Regions from separate parts of the Mus musculus genome. Here all the other regions are linked to region 1. A link is a contact called in public HiChIP or PLAC-seq data. All regions are on one chromosome and are shown on one strand. The core of a region is the stretch at or near the end of the contact, and the rest is flanking DNA. Distances in the headings are between cores, read along the strand shown. Region 1 holds the start of Msx2 (msh homeobox 2). Region 2 has its middle 40 kb from the start of Gm34022. Region 3 has its middle 19 kb from the start of Gm34022.

The links. HiChIP or PLAC-seq counts read pairs in DNA pulled down with a chosen protein or histone mark.
Region 2: an H3K27ac HiChIP or PLAC-seq map of extraembryonic endoderm stem cells shows a contact between it and region 1. The contact joins the enhancer-like site here to the promoter of Msx2 in region 1. A contact is called at or near these places in 4 of 39 promoter capture datasets (cranial neural crest, frontonasal cranial neural crest, maxillary cranial neural crest and 1 more), 1 of 15 datasets of contacts at CTCF or cohesin (the NIH/3T3 cell line), 12 of 484 Hi-C or Micro-C datasets (embryonic fibroblasts, embryonic stem cells, extraembryonic ectoderm and 6 more), 13 of 115 datasets of contacts at active chromatin or transcription factors (astrocytes, craniofacial prominence, embryonic forebrain and 7 more) and 2 of 9 other capture datasets (embryonic tail and pancreatic islet).
Region 3: an H3K27ac HiChIP or PLAC-seq map of trophoblast stem cells shows a contact between it and region 1, with 18 read pairs. The contact joins the enhancer-like site here to the promoter of Msx2 in region 1. A contact is called at or near these places in 4 of 39 promoter capture datasets (cranial neural crest, frontonasal cranial neural crest, second pharyngeal arch cranial neural crest and 1 more), 5 of 484 Hi-C or Micro-C datasets (embryonic somatosensory cortex, embryonic stem cells, group 2 innate lymphoid cells and 1 more), 7 of 115 datasets of contacts at active chromatin or transcription factors (craniofacial prominence, embryonic forebrain, embryonic hindbrain and 4 more) and 3 of 9 other capture datasets (embryonic tail, liver and pancreatic islet).

The regions. Positions count from the first base shown.
Region 1 is chr13:53,470,645-53,475,047 of GRCm38.p6, reverse strand. Msx2 (msh homeobox 2) reads left to right here and starts at 2,268. Exons shown (of 2, transcript NM_013601.2): 1 at 2,268-2,716. The coding sequence starts at 2,338. Gm33763 (a long non-coding RNA gene) reads right to left here. Exons shown (of 4, transcript XR_873406.2): 2 at 1-1,073.
Region 2 is chr13:53,571,555-53,575,957 of GRCm38.p6, reverse strand. No RefSeq gene overlaps it. Among named protein-coding and RNA genes, the nearest start is that of Gm34022, 40 kb to the right of the region's middle. Within about 2 kb of position 2,652, at least 6 of the 459 cell types and tissues checked have an H3K27ac peak or open chromatin away from gene starts, as enhancers often do. A contact at or near this core is called in extraembryonic endoderm stem cells and trophoblast stem cells, where this site is marked.
Region 3 is chr13:53,550,538-53,554,940 of GRCm38.p6, reverse strand. No RefSeq gene overlaps it. Among named protein-coding and RNA genes, the nearest start is that of Gm34022, 19 kb to the right of the region's middle. Within about 2 kb of position 1,435, at least 28 of the 459 cell types and tissues checked have an H3K27ac peak or open chromatin away from gene starts, as enhancers often do. A contact at or near this core is called in craniofacial prominence and trophoblast stem cells, where this site is marked.

The DNA of each region.
Region 1 (4,403 bases), core at 1,019-3,518:
CAAAACTAAATATTCCTTTTCTCCCCACCGTTTCCCTTTCAGTGTCTTAGCATTTCCCCCCAAATAGTGCAGGAGAGACTGAACTTTTCCTCTGAAGGAGACAGTTTAAAAAAAAAATAGAGACATTCCAATGGAATTGTTTTGTTTTTTTAACTTCCTAAGACTCTACCTGTGCCCCTAAAGTAACACATTTTAAGGATAAGTTTTCCGATTATTTATAAAGCATTGGTTGGGTTCAGGACAATTGAAACGTGAACTTCATTGTATTCTTCGGCAGCTGAGGACTAAACGAATTTTAGATTTGCTTCCAAAATACATAACCCCACATCTTGCCTCACTTATTGAGAGGACATACAACTCAATCTGAATTTACCTGTATTGTATTTGAGATCCCTATCATCAGATGTGACTCCAGGGAAAATACATGTCTCCAAATCACCTTCGTTGTCTTCTTTTGGCTTTCCCGGGCTTCCAGTTAGCAACAACAAAGTACTTGTATCTTGTGGTAGGAGAAAGTTTCACAGGTTTTTAGAAGCCTCATTTAGAACTTCTTATCATTAAAAGAAAACCTTTCAAAACTGAACTGAATTATCTGGTGAAGACTTTTTTTTTTTTAATCTTCTAAGATTTCTACATCTATGGGTTCCCTCAGACCAGCGAGATTTCACTCTGGGTAAATGTTTGAGGCAAAGGTCCCTGTTTCAGAGAGGTAAGCTGGAAGGATCTGGAGGTCTAGGCAGTCAAGTTTCTAAGTCTTCTAAACTGGGGTACCTGCTAAGCTCTGGTCATTGAAAGCAACTTGGAGCAATGGTCCTCCCCTTTGGTGCTGGAGGGAGTATTTAGGGAGCATTTGCTGTTTGGGACCAGCGCTTAGCAGGCTCTTCTTTCCCCCACCAGTCCGGATGGGTTTTTGGATCTATGAAAAAGCTTCTGCAGCCTGAAATGGGTTGTTTGCAGCGATCTTTCTGCTCCTGCTGGCTTGCGGGCAAGGGAGGTGCAGAATTATTTCAGGCCTCTGTCTCAAAACTCTCTTCTTCCATGCATTGATACAGTTGGTCACTGATGCTTTGGGGCTGCAGTTAGATAGAGAGTGTGCTTTAGGGTGGGATCCTGATAGGTATGCTGCTTAAAATTTCAAAGTCAGGTGAGATGAGCTTTCCCCAAAGATATTCAGGCTTTGGGTTTGCAAAGTCGAACCCTGTTATTTGCAGAGAGAATAAAGACACTAAATGTCACAAATACCCTTCTCCCCTGCCCATCACCTCCCAAGGCAGATGCTATCCTGACACCTGAACTCCAATGACAAACACAAACTCAAAAAAAAAAAAAAAAAAAAAAAACCTCATGAGCACACTTTTGCACGGGCCTAGAGAGGAGACTCAAGGGGTGAGAAAATATCCCCATTGACAGTTTCTAAAACTTGTCCTGTTTGGACAGAGTATGAAATGGAGATCATTTGTGTAAATTAGCTGCCAGGAACCAATGGGCGCTGGGTCTGCTGGTGCACACCTACACTCTCAACACCAGGGACGAAGCCAGTGGGGTAGCAAGTTCAGGACCATCTTGGGTAAGATAGGGAGCGACTTCTAAGCTAGCCAGAGCTGGAGAGCAAGAGTCTGTTTTAAAGGAAAAAAAAAGGGAGAAAGGGTAGAGATTAGTTGAATATCCCTTGACCACCTCTCAGCCTTTCTCATCTTTGTCCCTTTTCTTAAGGAATGAGTTACAGCTAATGTCTTGGAACACTCTCCAAAGATAAGACAACTAAGGACCATGCCTAAACTATTTCTATTAGTAAAGATGCTGCTATTGTTTTCCATTATAGTTACAAAGATACACTAGTTTGAGCTCATAGTGGGAGCTTTATAAATGTTCCATGCCCTCCGCAGATTTCCAACATTCTCAGGCGGGAGCGTGTGGGATCGGCACCAGAAACACTTTAAAGAGGGGTTAAAAGACAAGAAATGAGACTCGGCAAGCTTCCTCTTTAAACAATCGGCTTTAATTACGCCTTAGACTTTTCAGTTTGGGCGATTATAACCCTTGAGGGATCGCCTAATAACAACTCTGCTGACTGCTCCTGTAATTAACTCCTAATTTATTTCAAACGGGGCGGGGGAAGGGCCCCAAGCCTCTCCAGGGAGAGCCAATCGGTGGCGAGCGTCCGTGGCGTCAGGAGCAGGGCCGTCGCCAGTTGGTTGAGCCGAGTCTCCCACTTCCCCTCGGAGGACAGGCTGGGCTCCCAGCGCGCCCCTGCCGGCTCCCCCCCCAAAAGTTGGAGTCTTCGCTTGAGAGTTGCCAGCGGAGTCGCGCGCCGACAGCTACGCGGCGCAGAAAGTCATGGCTTCTCCGACTAAAGGCGGTGACTTGTTTTCGTCGGATGAGGAGGGCCCCGCGGTACTGGCCGGCCCGGGTCCCGGGCCTGGAGGAGCCGAGGGCAGCGCAGAGGAACGCAGGGTCAAGGTCTCCAGCCTGCCCTTCAGCGTGGAGGCGCTCATGTCCGACAAGAAGCCGCCCAAGGAATCGCCCGCGGTGCCACCCGACTGCGCCTCGGCTGGCGCTGTCCTGCGGCCGCTGCTGCTGCCGGGACACGGCGTCCGGGACGCTCACAGTCCCGGGCCTCTCGTCAAGCCCTTCGAGACCGCCTCGGTCAAGTCGGAAAATTCCGAAGACGGAGCACCGTGGATACAGGAGCCCGGCAGATACTCCCCGCCGCCCAGTGAGTGCGCGTCTGGGACGGGATCCGGGCTGGACCAGCGCGAGGGGTCCCAGAGGGGCTGGGGAACGGGTGTTAACAGGATGATGCTCTTGACCCCCCTGGTACCCCAGTTCAGCGGGCGGTCCGCATCCCAGAATCCCTAGCTTCGAGGAATCTGCAGTACCTGAGCGCTGGCTGGCATTTGAAAACCAAACCAAGTTGTTGATTTCTGCAGTCCTTAGCCCCCTGCTCCGAAAACTTCATATTTGTGTACCTGCCCGGGAAATAGGGGAGAGTCGCTGTTTTGTTTTGTTGAGTCAGGGTCTCCTGTGGCCCGTGCTGGTATGCAGCTCAGGATGGTCTTGAACTCGTCATCTTACTCCACCACCTAAGTACTAGAATAACTGGTGTGCACCACCACACCGGGCTGGGATCCACTTTAAATGAGTATTGAAATGTGGTTTTGCTGGCCTTCAAAATATACAGGCAGCCCCATGAAGTTCACCCCACTATAAAGACTAGACAACTGGAAGTTAACCAGACATGGAGCAGACATACTTGGTAGTCTTCGAACTCCAGTGTCCATCCTATGAAGGGAAGGTGGCAGGCAGAGACTGATTCGGAAAGGAAGCTTCTTGTATTCTAGTCCGTTGTTGGTTAGGTTCTGCGTGTTGCAGGGAGCTAGTTTGGGCCAGACCCTCGTGGGCTCTCCTGGGTTCACAGTAATAATTAACAGCATTCCTTCAGAACTTGAGAATGTACAGTGAGGTGGCCACAAGTTCGCCAGATTTGGCTGCTTGCTAGAACCTCAAAGTACAGGCAGAGGCATGCCACCTGTGGCTACCCCTTCAGACTTGGTGGCTAGTGCTTAGAGGATTGCTCTTGCTTGGTCCAGGTTACCATTCATACTTGCAATGGGCATGGGGGTCTGGTGTCCATGCTCTCTGCCCCCTCTTTTGAGGGTGATGGCCATATTGCTATTTTCACTGCACCCCACTTCCTCCAGGGAGGCTGTGCCGACTTCCTTTCCAGACTTAGCATCCCTTTGGGGTCCATTCCTGAAACTTTGTTTTTAGTTTTATCTCTTGGCCTTTGAGGTTTATCTCTTCTGTTGCCTTTTTTCCTGCCCCCCCCCCCATCAAACTTTGGGAAAGTTGAGAAAGAGGGAGAGGGATTGTGGAGGGACTTTCCCAGCTCAGCTGGGGGAGAACTTGTCTTCCTTTCTACCTTTCAGCCCGGCCCTCTGGACTAGAGATGCAAAGTATTTTGTGAACAAAACAAGACCATATACCCAGGCGTCAGTGGCTGTCCCCTCTGGCTGTCTCTCTCCACCCTGCTGGAAATTCTGAAAGGCTGAAAGGGTGCAGAGATTAAGGACTTAAAGAATTTAAACTCCAGTTTGCACAGTGCTTTTCAATACATTATCTTATCTGATCTCCTTTGTGCGGCAGCCGAGAGCCTCTTGTTAACAGAAGAGGCCGTTTCACAGCAGAGTTCAGAGGGATCAGCAGTTTGGGCCCATGGAAAAAAAAGCTCTTGGGCACATTGATTTGCTCATTACCCCCCAAGTGGGGCTCTGGGCACTCCAACATGTAGCTCTCTAAGCCACCCGAGGGATAAGTAGTAGTTATCCATTTTATTGTCAGCGAAATGGAGGTTCAGAAACATGAAGAGTCTTAACTTGTTTAACAAATTTGGAGTGCCTGTA
Region 2 (4,403 bases), core at 1,403-3,902, 100 kb before region 1:
TGTAGATGTTTTGCAATTAGTTGTAAATAGGGCTGAAGGGCATAGCACCGTGCTAGAGAAAGTACCTGAAAAACTCTTGGCCAAGGATTTAATCTCTAGCACTACACACACAAACACACAGACACACACAAACAAGGAAATAAAACCACTTGTAAACTATCTCTTAAGAGTAAGGAAGAAGATAGGTTGTTAGTTTTTACATTTTAGATTTCTTTTTAAAAAGGAAACCTTGTGAAACTGGGGCCACTGTCCACCATGGCTGCTGCACACAAGAGCGGGCAACAGCTCTTAAGAACTTTGGTTGTTTATTGGCCTCTGCCAGCCCCACCCCATATCACAGCTCTCATCTGACCTTGTAAGTGTGGGGTTCCTAACTTGGGTATTGCTCTGCCTATAATAAATTGCTTTCATTTTATCATCAAGAGATGGTGCACCTTAGCCCTAACCCCATGACATAAATCCCCCTAGGAAGACACGAGCAGAGGTTTCTTCAAATGTTTCTCATGCCACTCTCCGAATCCCATGACACAAGTCAAGATACAGAAATGCCACAGAGCCACGTCTGCTAAATTTAATTTTTCCAGGCATAGAATCTGAACTTCTAGTACAATCCCTGAGAGACATTGTAGCCACACAGAATCTTTAGGTGCACTAGTGGGCGGTGCAGTTGACAGCATCTGCAGCAGTATGCAGCTACTGCACTCCTGGCCTCATTGCATCCTCTGCTGATGTAAGGACGGGAATCAGTGTTTACCAAGCCTGTCTGGGTACCACACAGAGATCCTTCTACTCATCATTCCACTTTCTTCTCCCAGTCCTTGAGTTAGGTTCACGAGTCCTGACACTGGTTGACATCTACAAGCAAGGGACTGGTCCCAGGACCTCTATAAATACTTCTCATTTTTAAATTAGCATATCCTTCAGACGAAACCCATCGTGGGCTCCTGTGTACTTCAGATCGTGTCTGGATGACTTTCCATAACTAATGCAATGAGGGTGACTTGGGAAAAGCTGTTAGACTCTACCATTTAGGCAGTGATGGGGAGAAAAAGCCATCTCTCTATTCAGGACAAATGTTACTGCTTTCTCAGTAATTTTGGTCCATTGGTGACCCATGGATCTGGAGTGTGAAGGTACAGAAGGAGAAACGGGGAGATGATGCTCTCTGTGTTAGACCACACCTTTAGGAGAGGCAGGGCTAGAGTTCAAGCCTGGGACTAACTCAAAGTTACCACATAAGAATACAGTTGCCAATATGTCTCTTTCCAGCTGACAGCAAGAAGGAGTGCCTGGATAGAAGTATTGGGGTGGGGGTGGGGATAAGTTTTCTTAACATTCCTTTTTTTCCAAATAACTGCAATTTTTACACCCACTTAGTGCATATAGCTCCCAAATAAAAGACATGGTGACCTGGTATTTTTATTAACAAGCTCCTGGCACTACGCTGGACAGGTCCTTAGGTATTCTAACCCTCTATGGTCTAACCCTCTACGGCAATTAGTACACAGATAAATGCCTCATGACTGGACATCTCAGTCTCACCTTGGCTCACTCTGCTCCGTGTGTGTCCTCGAGGCTGCTCTCTCATCGTGACCTCATGGTGAATCCTCCTGGTGTCCACATGGTCTTTCCACACTTGTCTTCTCTTTCTCTACTTGGGACCCTTTCACTAAGATCTGATATCCCATGTCTACTGTCCTCTCCTGCTTAGTCATGGTCCAAGTCTGTTCTTTGTTAACCAATCAGAGAAGCTGGAAAACAATTTGTACATAACACTGGGACCAGAGATGCTTGGCCATGCTGCATCCAGATGTCTGGGCACAAAAATCACCATCTGAATATATGCTACACAAGACCAACCCACAACAGCCCTGGTTGAAAACGTCTCAGGGAGGAAGTCATGTCTCCCCTGCCATACATCTGTACAAGAAGCCAGAAGCGGAGAGGCTGCAGTAGGTGGGCATCTGAACTGGCCTCCACAATCTACTTTCTATTGCTTGCCAAGGACACGTGACCCTGGAGACTGCTGATCATGTCATGTGACAGTACATACTGGCTAGTGAAGTAATTTGTAATGTTATATGTGTAGCTGACTTGGAGTGGCAGCCCTCCAGATTCAGGATCTGGGCTGTCTTAACAGAAAGCTTGTGATCAAAACTTGAAAGCGTTTGAAACAAAACTCAACAGTTCTGGGGTTGCTATCTGCTTCTCTTTCTTCACAGTTGTTCGGTTTTTTCTTCTCGTTTTCTGTTGGATAATCAGTCGCTTTCCCATTGGCCCCTTTTCTGCCTTTATTTTAGATCTGCACCATGATACCGCAAAAGTTGTTTTCCCCCCCAGGAAAGCGTCTCTGCTCCAGTGAGAGAAATAAAGACTAAACTGACAAAGCTGGAGTCCTGAAAAGCCGATTCAGCGGCCAATCTATTGATAAGATTAGTCCTTGGGAGAGCAGCATTCACAGCGAAACCCCTAACTCCAGCGATTACAAGACAGCCTTGGAATTTTGATATTCTCCGGGCGGAATGTATTTGAACAGGTGGGCTTCAAAAAAAAAGCATGTCACATTTGTTCTAGCTCAAACATCAGTAGACCATTCTAGTATCTAGACCAGGCCAAAGGCAGAAAGAGACCGAAGGGCTAAGAAAGAAAGGAGACGGGAAGCAAGCTGTGAGTCCTGTCTTTTGTAGAGACAAGAGGGTGCTGCTCACCCAGTGAGGACACTCCCTCTGGTTCTCTCACAGCCTGATTGCACTGCTGACATTTAACAAGCCCTGTCTATTGAAATTTCACTTTGTAACCTATGTTGTCATAGAGGGAAATGAGTCAGTTGGAGCACTTAAACAAGACGGCTGTTTGAAGAACATGTGAACTATTAATTGCCATCAATTAGACCTGCTGGGTTGGTTTGGTCTCTAGGCAAAAGATTAGGGAACCGCCCACAGGCTCTTCCTCTCTGAGGCTACAGGCCTTGGAAATCCACCCAGGAATGGCAGCGCATCCAACTTTTTCTCCAGGGAAGCTGGCCTACCAGTGTTGGCTTACTCGGCAAGATTCTTTTCTCCACTAGAAGGCGTAGATTTCAAAGGTCTTTCCCCTGCTACCGTACGGATAAGACAAATTGTAGTTCAACAGTGGCATTGCAGAGCCATGAAATAAGACTGAGCATTCCCTGGGAAGTGAGCAGAGGACACTGTTGTCTGAGTGAAAAAAACGCCCCTCATATCTCATGTCTTTGAACATTTGGCCCCCAGTTGGTAGCACCCTTTGGGAAGGTAGAGGAACATTTAGGAGGTGGGAACCTTACTGGAGGAAGTATGTCACTAGGGGCAGGCTCTGAGAGTTTATAGCCTGGCCCCACTTCCTGCTATCTTTTTGTTTCCTGTCTACCAGGACAACCTCACTCTCAAGTGGTCATGCCTTCTCAGCTTTGACGGGCTGTATCCCTGTCTGAGGCTGCAAGACAAAATCAGTCCCTTCTTTCCGAAGTTGCTGTTTAATTATATGTGTGTATAGTGACTAATAGGATATTCTGTAGAATAGTTTCGGGAAGTTTCTTCAAGCAACTCGGGCAAAGTCGAGGAAGTTGCTTCAAACAGTGGTGTTAGTTGGGGATCTACCAACCTCTTCAAATAAAGTTAAACTTACGTTCAATCACAGTCTCACAGCCAATAAAGAAAAAGCTAGGTCTACCACAGATCCATGCCCAAACTAGCCAAACTACGGATTGAGCTGAGTTTTCCACCAAATTCTTATGGGAAGTTCTCATGCTTAGAACTTCAGAATGTGACCTAGTTTGTAGGTGTCATTAGTTTCCAAAATGGCGATCCTAGAGTAGAGTAGATACCTAATCTAATATGATACCCTAATTAGAAACAGAAATTTGTTTTTATTAATTTGGCAATCACTACTTGTGTGGGTGTGTTTGTGTGTGTGAGAGGGAGAGGGTACATACATGTGCCACAGCACACATGTAGAGATCAGCAGACAGCTTTGTGCGGTTGGCTCTCTCCTTCTACCCTTCCCGAAGTTTGAACTCAGGTCGCTAGGCTCTCATGGCAAGAGACTTTACTTGTTAAATCCTCTAACCTGTCCAAGAGAGAGGAAATTCCGGGATAGACATACCCACAGGGAGAATTTAATTTCATGCTCAGATAAAGGCAAATGTTGGGGTAACCCATGTAGAAGGTGGCCTCCAAAGCTGGGAAATAATAAAACTTGTTGTTTAGGCCACTTGTTGTGGTAGTAACTTCTTACCACATGCCTTCTTACCACAGCCATGACAAACCAATATATCCCACTAAGCCCTATGGAAGAGAGGAGACTCTGGAAACCTTGGTTCTCTAGAACCTGCCTCATGGGCTCACCCAGAAGTCAAATGGAGTTTAGGTTGATGAATCAATTGA
Region 3 (4,403 bases), core at 186-2,685, 81 kb before region 1:
TTTCATCTTCCTCTTAATAAGATAAGTCAGAGACTGGCAAATATCTCAAAACCTATTTCCAACTGGACTGAAGCTTTCGGCTAGCTGTCAGTTCTCTGGGGGCTTTAAGAGCCCTGGCTGTGTCTTCTGAGTGAACATGTCCTGCACTCCTAGGTCAAAAAGCAACAAAAAACATGGTTGGACCCAGTACATGCAAAGCTTCAGAGAGTGAGCTAAGCCAGGCAAATGTCTGCTTAGTGAATACGTTAATAGGCATGTAATTTAGATGTGGTCATTTACAATTTTATAATATGTTCATATAAAAACATCCCCCCCCCCCAGTATATTCACCGCCTGAAATGGCTCCTAATTCCATCCTTAACTTCTGGATTTAGCATCTGGTGCAGAGAGCTGACTCCTGCAACAGACAATCGGCCTGTTTTACAGACCCTCTCCCCACCTCTCTCTGAGCGTGCTGACATCAGGGCTTGAAGCTCCCACGTCTGCGGCTGTGGCTGTGGCTGTGGCTGCAAACAGATCCACGTCCCATTTGCATGACATGAGCACAGACCGGATTGTGTGCCTGCTCTGGGTGTGTGTGCCTTCGTGCCCTCCACAAAAGAGCCGTGCAGAGTCGCTTTTCAGGCAGGGGCTTTAAAGGCTTATTTACCATGACATCCAGCACTTGTAATTCGAGGTCATAGCCCGAGGAAGAATTGCTAAATCTGTGTTAAAAAAAAAAGTCTCTGCCTTTTTTCCCCTCCCTTGCAGATTCTGTCAGATTATCTCTTTAAGAATTCTAACCCCGTGATGTTTGAGGTGGTTTTAAACTAATGTACATTCCCCAAACGTTTCTTTGTTGTTTGCTATAAAGCAATTGAGAGATTCCCAAGAACTGAAGAGCTTTGTCAAAGCTCGCTGCAAAAGGCGACTCCCTCTCTTCTAAAGGGCGTTTTGAAAGGAAGAAAACTTGTGGGGGGGAGCGGGTTGCATTCATCCCTGACCAATAGAGAGAACCATTTCAGAAGGCCAAGCCGGGTCTGGTTGCTCAGGTGTTCCTCTACATCATCATCATCATCACCACCACCACCATCATCATCATCATCCACCCATCGTCATCGTCATCCTCATCCTCCCAGGGTCCACTGAGGCCTGAGGAGCAGAAGAGGTGAGCCAAGCTGGCTGACAACAGTCCAGGCTGAGGCCATGTGTTTGCAGAGCTCTGCCCAAGCTCAGGGCCTGTGTTCACTGGACTCTGCCCACTTCCTCCTTTGAGGCAGGTAACCACTTCTGCATACGTTAAGCCAAGCGCTGGCCTCTGTTTGGACCCAAGCGGACAGGGCAGATCTTAAATAGCAGCCACCCACGTAAGAATCGTACGGGGATGAAGAAGTGCATTCAGGCCTCTAGGACCCAGGAGAGGGAGGCTCACTGCTTCTGTACATGGCCACTGGGCATTTTGTGAGAGAGCTGTGTCAGCAAAGCCATGTCAAGAGCTGAGGTGACAGTCGGGAAGAACAGAGGGTGTGGAGCAGGAAGTGGAGCAGCGCTGGCTCTGGACTGATAGGTGTAGCATTCGTGGTCTTGATCTCAAAATAAGGGGAGACAAGTACGACATCTGTGCTGAGCCCACACAGCCATTTCCTGTGGCTTCCAGTAACACACTCTGAGAACTGCTTACATAGAGTCTATATGGTAGAGACTCCTCTAGAGCATCTGGAGGTGTGTGCAGGCGGGGATTGGTTTTGGAAAAAATATTGTATGTTCTCATAGTATGGGTCTTAAGTGTTCTTACATAGTCTCTCTCTGTCTCTGAGTCTGTCTTTGCCCATCTCTTCGTCTTCAGTCTCTCTGCCTCTCTGAGTCTGCCTTTGTCTGTCTCTCTGTCAGTCGATCTGTTTCTCTGTCTCTGTCTGTCTCTCACATGCACACACTGTATCTGTCTCTCTGTCTCTCTGTCTCTCTTACTCACACTCTGTCTGTCTCTTTGTCTGCCTGCCTATCTGTCTCTTTGTCTGTCTGACTCTCTTACACACCCACACTCTGTCTCTCTGTGTGTCTCTCTCTCACACACACTCTCACACACTCACACATACTCTCTCACACACTCACACACTCTCTCTCACACACACTCACACACACACTCACACACACACATCAAACTGCACAGAGGAGACTGGATCTTCAGCTCCTCCCTGCTGCACATTGCACGTCGCCCTTCCATCTCACCCAATCCTTTCCTCTTCCAGAAGAAAACCTTCACTACTTTTTCTTTTCATTTCCTGGAATTGACTCTAGGCCAGGGCCTACTAAACAAGCACTCTTCTGCTTGTAGATTGGTATCCCAGGAGCCTTCCCTTCCACCACTGAAAACAGTTCCTCAGAACATCTTAGGAATGAATGCAGGTACAAAACACGCCTGTGAACTGAGGCAAGGCGGTTGGGGTGGCTTCCCTGTGGAGTACTACCTGACACCTCTATCTGGAGACTCTGGATTTTCCTTCCTCAATAAAGAAGCAAGCAGTGAGAGGCACCCCAAGGACCCCGCCCAGATCTGATGCCTTGTACCACACACTGACCCTAGATGATGTGGCTGGAGGGTCACCCTGGCCATGAGCAAGGCTGACTGGTAACTAGGCAATGTGAAGATGGGTTAGAAATGAAATCCCCACTTTTCATCGAGCTTTATTAATTGTGATGTGATTCTGAGTGACTTAGCAACTGCCTATGTTTCCTTAAAAATCCTCTGATGGAGATACAGAGATTGCTCAGAAGACCTAAGTGCAGATTGCCAGAACACAGCTGAATGCCGGGAGCCAGAGCTCAGGTCTGCATCCCCAGCACTGGGGCAGCTGAGACAGGAGGGTGCTGAGGGCCTACGGGCCAAAATGCAGAGCTCCAGATTCAGTGGGAGACCCTACCTCAGAGAGAGAGAGAGAGAGAGAGAGAGAGAGAGAGAGAGAGAGAGAGAGAGATGGGGAAGAGAACCCAAAACAACCTCTGGCCTCCACACATGTATGCACAGGCAATACACACATACATGTGCATACATGCGCATGTGCACAGAGAGAGAGAGAGAGAGAGAGAGAGAGAGAGAGAGAGAGAGAGATGAGACGAGACAGAGACAGAGACAGAGACAGAGACAGAGACAGAGACAGAGACAGAGACAGACTCTTTTGTTTGAACACTTGGTCACCAGCTGGTGGCACTCTTTTGGAAAGTGGTAGAACCTTTTGACTGAGAGGGCTCAGCTGGCAGAAGTTGGCCTCTGGGAAAACAGCCTTCAAGTTTAGAGCACGGCCATTTTTCCTACCCTTTTGCCCTTCCTTGGTCCTTTAAGTTGTGACTAACAGCTATGTCAGACTGTTAGCTGCTCCCATGCCTTCCCAGCCATGACAAACCATATCTTCCTGTACTACAAGCCAAAGCAGGTTCTCCTACGGTAAGTTGCTTCTTGGTGGGTATTTAGTGGAAGCCATGAGGAGTTGCTATGGTAATTTAGTGCCTTGCTATGGTAATTTAGTGCCAGCTCCATTCCTGTGATATACCTGGCCTTATGGCTTACAGGCCTTTGGAACCAATTTACGGGAAGACCATGGAAGGGTTCGGAACCAGGGGTTAGTGAAGCCCAACGAATTCCACCTATGTTCTGAAAACATGATTGGGGGCTGAATTCACAAGTAATAGATTAAGCTTTTAATAGAGGACCTTTCAGACACCATAACATCTAAGCTAGGACATGTTTGCTGCTCTTTGCTCTTAGACTCAGTGACAGAAAATAATGTGACAAATGCAGGCTGGAAAAGGTGTTGGATCCCCTTGAAACTGTAGTTACAGATAGTTGTGATCTGTCATGTAGGTGCTGAGAACAGAGCCCAGGTCCTCTGGGGAAGCCTCCAGTGACTTTAACTGCTAAGCTGTGTCTCCAGCCTCAACGTTGAACTTTTGAACAGTACTGAAACTGTTAAGACTACGAAGACTTTTGAAGTTAAACTGAATTCATTTTGCAGAGTGAGGTGGCCATAAACTTTTGGGGGACAAGGGCACAATGCTATGGTTTGGATATAAGATGACCGTCACAGTTTTTGCGGTCCTCTTTGGGGAGGTTTTGGGACCCTTGAGAGGCAGAAACCTGGCTGGAGGAAGCAGACATCTGGGGCTGGTAGCAGGGCTCTGCTTTCTGTCCCATTTCTGCTTCCTGGTTTGCTGATATTTGACCAAGCTGCTACCTGATGTCCCTGCTGCTACAGAATCACCCATCATGATAGACTATATCATATTAGAGTGAGAGCAAAAATAGATCTTCCCTGGCGCTGGAGAGGTGGGACAGCTTGCCTCTCCTGCAACAGTATAAAACAAATGCAAGAACTACAGCAGGTAGCAGAGCCCAGAAAACACACTGCTACCCTGGCCTCACTCCAGCA